Regions from separate parts of the Mus musculus genome. Here region 2 is linked to region 1. The links are chromatin contacts, called in public Hi-C maps. All regions are on one chromosome and are shown on one strand. Each heading gives the region's core, a stretch centred on a gene start, on an enhancer-like site or on the middle of the called end of the contact. The rest is flanking DNA. Distances are from core to core; before and after follow the strand shown.

Region 1 (2,700 bases), core at 50-2,549:
GGCAGGGAAGCAGGGAAATGGCGTGGCTCATGTTTTACTCATGTGCACACTGGATCTTAATGTTGCAAACATGGAAACCTTCTTACATTGCTGAGACTGTAAAATGATGTAGCCACTTTGGGAAACAGGTTGGCAATTGCTCATAGAAATAAAAACATAAATCTGCTTAAAGATCTAGCATTAATATTCATAGTAGCATTATTTAGATAGGAAAAAGGTCTCAAAATAACAACAACAACAAAAAAACCCAACTAACTACATAAATCCCAAACACTGGTGAATAGGAATGGCTGAAGAAAATGCAGTACATCCATTCAATGGAATATTCTTCAATTATATAAAAAATAATACACATACATATAACATGACTAGATGAAGGAAGCCAAATCCAAGACAAAATATTGGATAACTCCACTTTTTTTTTTTTTTTTTTTTTTTTTTTTTTGAGTCTCTACGTAGCCTTGGCTATCCTGGAACTCACTATGTAGAGCAGGCTGACCTTGAACTCACAGAGATCTGCCTGCCTCTGCCTCTGCCTCTGCCTCTGCCTCTGCCTCTGCCTCTGCCTCTGCCTCTGCCTCTGCCTCTGCCTCTGCCTCTGCCTCTGCCTCTGCCTCTGCCTCTGCCTCTGCCTCTGCCTCTGCCTCTGCCTCTGCTTCCCAAGTGCTAGAATCAAAGGTGTGCACCACCACACTCGACCAGAAAAGATAAATTTATAGATAGAAAGCTGGTAGTTCCATTGAGTGAGTTCTGGGACTAGGACTTCTGTCTTCAGTCTTGGTAGCAAGCACCTTTACTCACTGGGTCACCCCATCTATCCTTCAGTGTGATTTTTGTCAATACCCCCATAGTTCTAGGCATTGTGTAGCTTTACCAAGTTATATGACTTTCCAGCTAAGTTGTGTTGACTCTAGAATTTGAACCTAGGCGGTTGGGCACCAGCACCACTGGCCACTGAGCTAGCCTGCCTGTATAGGATGCCTGGGTTAGATGTGGAGTCCAGCAGCAGGAGGACTAAGAGAGGGCATAGAGTCAAACATGGAGGGTCCCCAATGTTGGTACAAAGAAGCCTTCTTGGGAGGCAGTGAACTGGGACTCACAGGAACATCTCACCCTCTCTGAGCCCAACAGTCTTCCCTAGATAACAGAAGAGTGCATTTAGTGCCCAGCTTCCCAGCAGGTGACCTCCCGCCCCTCCCTACCTCTGGGCACCTGCACTTACCAAGGGCCTCAAGAAATATCAAGGAAGGGATGAGCAGCCTCATGTCTGTGGTCTTGGGAGACCTAGAGGACAAGCCTGGCTTCTGCCCTCTCCCCGGGGCCCTTTATCTGTGCTGGGTGACCTCACCGGGCTGGCCCCACCCTATTGCCCAATAGGCCTGCCTTCCAGCCCCATTGCCCTCAACCAGGTGTGCTAGTTCTTAGAGGCCAGCTTCCTGGAGCCCAGAAGGAGGAAACAGGGACTCCAGTACCCCCTACACAGGCGCTGGTACAGGAAACCGAGTGATTTCCTTAATCTCCACCCAGCTTCTGCAGGATCAGAGTCACAGTCCCCAAGTCTTCTCCTTTCTCTGTTTCCAGTACTTTCTAGAGGTGGGACATGGGGTAGGGGGTCTATATTTGTGGGTTACCTTGACCTGTGACACTTAAGCTGCATGGAGCAAGCAAATCCCCTTCCTCCTTGGCTAGACAAAGAGTGGTGGATTCTAAAGAAGAGGCAGCTGCTCAGGCCTGGCCACAACAGCAGCCCGGTGACAGCCGCAGGGAGAGCGGAGTCAGCCTAGACTTGCACACAGGGTTCCTGTGGGGTCCACACTGCCTTGAAACCCGCCATACAGCCCCCGAAAATAACCTAGGACCTCAGAAAGGAATGCCACCCAGGGTTGACCTGTGTCCCTTCATTTGCTAGCGAGGAAGAGACCCTGACATTTGATTTCTTTTGCTCCTTTTCTTTCATTCCTTCCTCCATATCTTTTTTTCCTCTTCCTCTGTGTGTCTGTCTGTGTCTATGTCTATCTGTGACCGTGTCTATTTTTGTGTCTGTGTGTTTGTGTGTGTGAGTCTGTGTGTGTGTGTGTGTGTGTGTGTGTATGTGTGTGTGAGAGAGAGAGATTGTGTGTGTGTGTGTACATGTGTGGTATAGAAATGAGAACTTCTTTTTAATGAATGTCTTAAGAGTCATATTATGATATTATGAGCCGGGCGGTGGTGGCGCATGCCTTTAATCCCAGCACTTGGGAGACAGAGACAGGCAGATTTCTGAGTTCCAGGCCAGCCTGGTCTACAGAGTGAGTTCCAGGACAGTCAGGGTTACACAGAGAAACCCTGTCAAAAAAATAAAAGCCATTTTAATGATATATTAATTTGGAATTATTTATACGTGTATGTTTAGGGGTGATGGTGGGGGTATGTGCACATGAATGCAGCTACCCATGGAGGCCAGAGGTTCAGACACCTCATCTCTGGAGCTGGAGCTGGAGCTGGAGCTGGAGGTACAGGCAGTTATGAATGAGCCTTGCAACACAGTGCTGGGAGCTGAAGTCTAATGCTCTGCAAGAGCAGTGTGCATCCTTAACCACTGAGCCACCTCTCCAGCTCCCATGATGATGTCACTTTTTAATTCAAAAGCTAGACTACTGCTTCTGAGACCACAGCTCATAAGTGTGTTCCCGTGATGCACAGGGCTCAGGATCAAGGGTC
Region 2 (2,700 bases), core at 2-2,501, 52 kb before region 1:
GGCTTATCGGAGTCAGATTTGAGACGAAGAGCGTAACAAAAAAAAAAAAAAAAATGGAAATGAAATGGTGTGGGGACATGCTTGAAAAAAATTAATGCAGAGTATGCAGGTGACCTAGCTCAAGTGCTTCTTAAGGTGTACACACACTCTTAAGATAATTCATTAGCTCACAAATCCACTAATGGCAGAATAACTTTTTTTTTTTTTTAAGCCTAGGACAGCCTTGAACTTGCTGTGTAGCCCGGGCTGGCCTCAAACTCCAAAATTTTCACCCTCAGACTCACAAGTGCTAGTGTTACAGATGCATCCCATGGTGCCTGGCTTCAGTGAATCCATTCTGGAGAGTGAAGACCTAGTCAGCTCTTAAAGGAACCTCCTTACCCTACCTCTGTGTAGCTCATAAGGAGCCTCACAGTTCAGCAGGAGGCTTGGAGACGATAAATGATAATCCCCACCGTAGCGAAACCCAGACCTCAGTTTCCCAGTTGGTGCTACTAAATGGTTACGATGCCCAGCGGTGTGCTGGTTGTGGTTTCACAGCCACGTCAGGACAATCCCTCGCGTCCTTCCTTTCCAACGTGGGCCCCGCAGATTGGCTCCCAAAGAGAAGGGTGGCGAGAAGAAGTGCCGTTCTGCCATCAACGAGGCAGTGACCCGAGAATACACCATCAACATTCACAAGCGCATCCATGGAGTGGGCTTCCGGAAGCATGCTACTCCGGCACTCGAAGAAATTCGGAAGTTTGCCATGAAGGAAATGGGGACTCCAGATGTGCGCATTGACACCAGGCTCAATAAAGCCATCTGGGCCAAGGAAATAGGAATGTTCCATATCACATCTGAGTACGTTTGTCCAGAAAACGTAACGAGGATTAAGATTCACCAAACAAGCTCTGCACATTGGTAACTTATGTGCCTGTTACCGCGTTCAAAAATCTACAGACGGTCAATGTGGATGAGAACTAACCTGCTCATGTCAAATAAAGTTGCAGAACTGCAAAAAATAAAAATAAAAAATTAAAAAAAATTAAAACGCAGCCATATCAGTTTGTGCGGAGGATGAAGAATCCCAGCTCGTTACAGTTGCCAGTCTCTGATGTATAAATATTCCCACGATGGCTGATTTCAGGCTACCCAGGAACTCCCTGATCACTGAAGTTAGAAAAGGTGTCTCTTGTCATCTCTTTGCAGAAGCTGGTGCATCCACAGCCAGCCTGTTCCTCGTTCCCCAGTCTGGAGGGAAGTGGAGGACTTCCTGTGTTTCTGGCAAGTGTAACCTGCTGGCTGAGCTGAGCAAACCCAATACCATGTGCGGGAGGGCTAGAGTTGGGGGCAGGGGGAGGAAAATGAACCCTAGGGCTGGAGAGATGGAGCATTGATTAAGAGCACCTGTGACCCTTCAGAGAATCTGGGTGGGGTTCTTCTGTTCCTAGCATGCACACAGAGGCTCACAACTCTGTGACTCCAATACCAGGGGCAAGATGCCCTCTTCTGGCCTCTACGGGTACTGCGTGCATCTGGTGCACTATGTACAGACAGGCAAAAAACATCTGTACACATAAAAATCAAGGTAAACAAATGTTTTCTTAGAACCAATAGGTTTTATGAACCAGCTCTGGCTCGTATCAGATGGATTTCTTTGCTTTCACCAGCCTCAGTCTCCGTCTGTGTGTCTTTGAAGAGTATGCCCTCTTGTAGTGTTCTGAAACACAGCCTTGTGTGGTACCCCTCTTCCGGCCACATGATTCCTTCATGGGGGGGGGGGGTCCCCTCCGCAATGTATTCAGAAGCTACACTTTTTAAATTGCTGTATTTTATTTATCTTTTTAGCTTGGAATGGAAAGCTTATGATTGCATCATGGCTTTGCAGAGTAGACCTGGACTCTCACTTTCAGAGATCCTAATGGCATCCTTTTCAGACGTGACCATCCTTCATCTGTGTGGGAGCATTGCACAAGGGGAAATGCTGAAAGGTAAGGCATCACGAAGCTATGGTCCACACTGGTTTAAGCAGTCCAGGCAAGCGTGCTGGGGATATTGACCCTTTTTCTTAAATGACCCTTTACAAGGGACATTGAGACCTGGAGGCTCTGGGCTGGTTACCCAATTAAGCTAAATGAACAACAGAATCTAAGAACAATAAGCCTCTCAGACCTTAGGTTGCAAATTCAGGACATCTGGCCTTGTGACCATTTGATGGCTGAGCTGTGAGACAGCTACTGTGGAATTGGATCAATGTCACAGATGTTCTCTCTGGCTTTCTTTTGGCCTTTCTTCTTCTTCTTCTTCTTCTTCTTCTTCTTCTTCTTCTTCTTCTTCTTCTTCTTCTCCTTCTCCTTCTCCTTCTCCTTCTCCTTCTCCCTCTCCCTCTCCCTCTCCCTCTCCCTCTCCCTCTCCCTCTCCCTCTCCCTCTCCCTCTCCCTCTCCCTCTCCCTCTCCCTCTCCCTCCCCCTCCCCCTCTCCTCTTCCTCCTCCTCCTCCTGCTCCTTCCTCTCCCCACCCCCCCATCTCTGTACCAGGTCTAAGAGCATGCACTAAAACCAGGAAGGTGTTAAAGGAACCCAGGCCCCAGTGTGTTGGGAACAGCACGTGGATACAGAATGATACACGATTTGTGCTTTGTGTGCTGTTCTGAGTCAGTGGGAGCAGAAAAGCCATTTCTCCCTGAGACTCCTGACAAAGATTAACTCAAAAGTTCCT

The links. Hi-C and Micro-C count contacts between places; a contact is called where the count stands out from the background.
Region 2: a contact with region 1 is called in a Hi-C map of the HPC-7 cell line, with 2.9 times the contacts expected there. The contact joins the enhancer-like site here to the promoter of Ltf in region 1. A contact is called at or near these places in 7 of 39 promoter capture datasets (the C10 cell line, HPC-7-derived erythroid cells, embryonic stem cells and 3 more), 1 of 15 datasets of contacts at CTCF or cohesin (CD8 T cells), 58 of 484 Hi-C or Micro-C datasets (the AML12 cell line, B cells, the BV-2 cell line and 45 more), 6 of 115 datasets of contacts at active chromatin or transcription factors (CD8 T cells, the HPC-7 cell line, embryonic stem cells and 2 more) and 3 of 9 other capture datasets (adipose tissue, liver and pancreatic islet).

The regions. Positions count from the first base shown.
Region 1 is chr9:111,017,891-111,020,590 of GRCm38.p6, reverse strand. It overlaps Ltf (lactotransferrin), which reads right to left and starts at 1,299. Exons shown (of 17, transcript NM_008522.3): 1 at 1,223-1,299. The coding sequence starts at 1,265.
Region 2 is chr9:111,069,447-111,072,146 of GRCm38.p6, reverse strand. It overlaps the pseudogene Rp31-ps19. Among named protein-coding and RNA genes, the nearest start is that of Gm26409, 4.6 kb to the left of the region's middle. Within about 2 kb of position 1,251, at least 13 of the 459 cell types and tissues checked have an H3K27ac peak or open chromatin away from gene starts, as enhancers often do. A contact at or near this core is called in the HPC-7 cell line and bone marrow-derived macrophages, where this site is marked.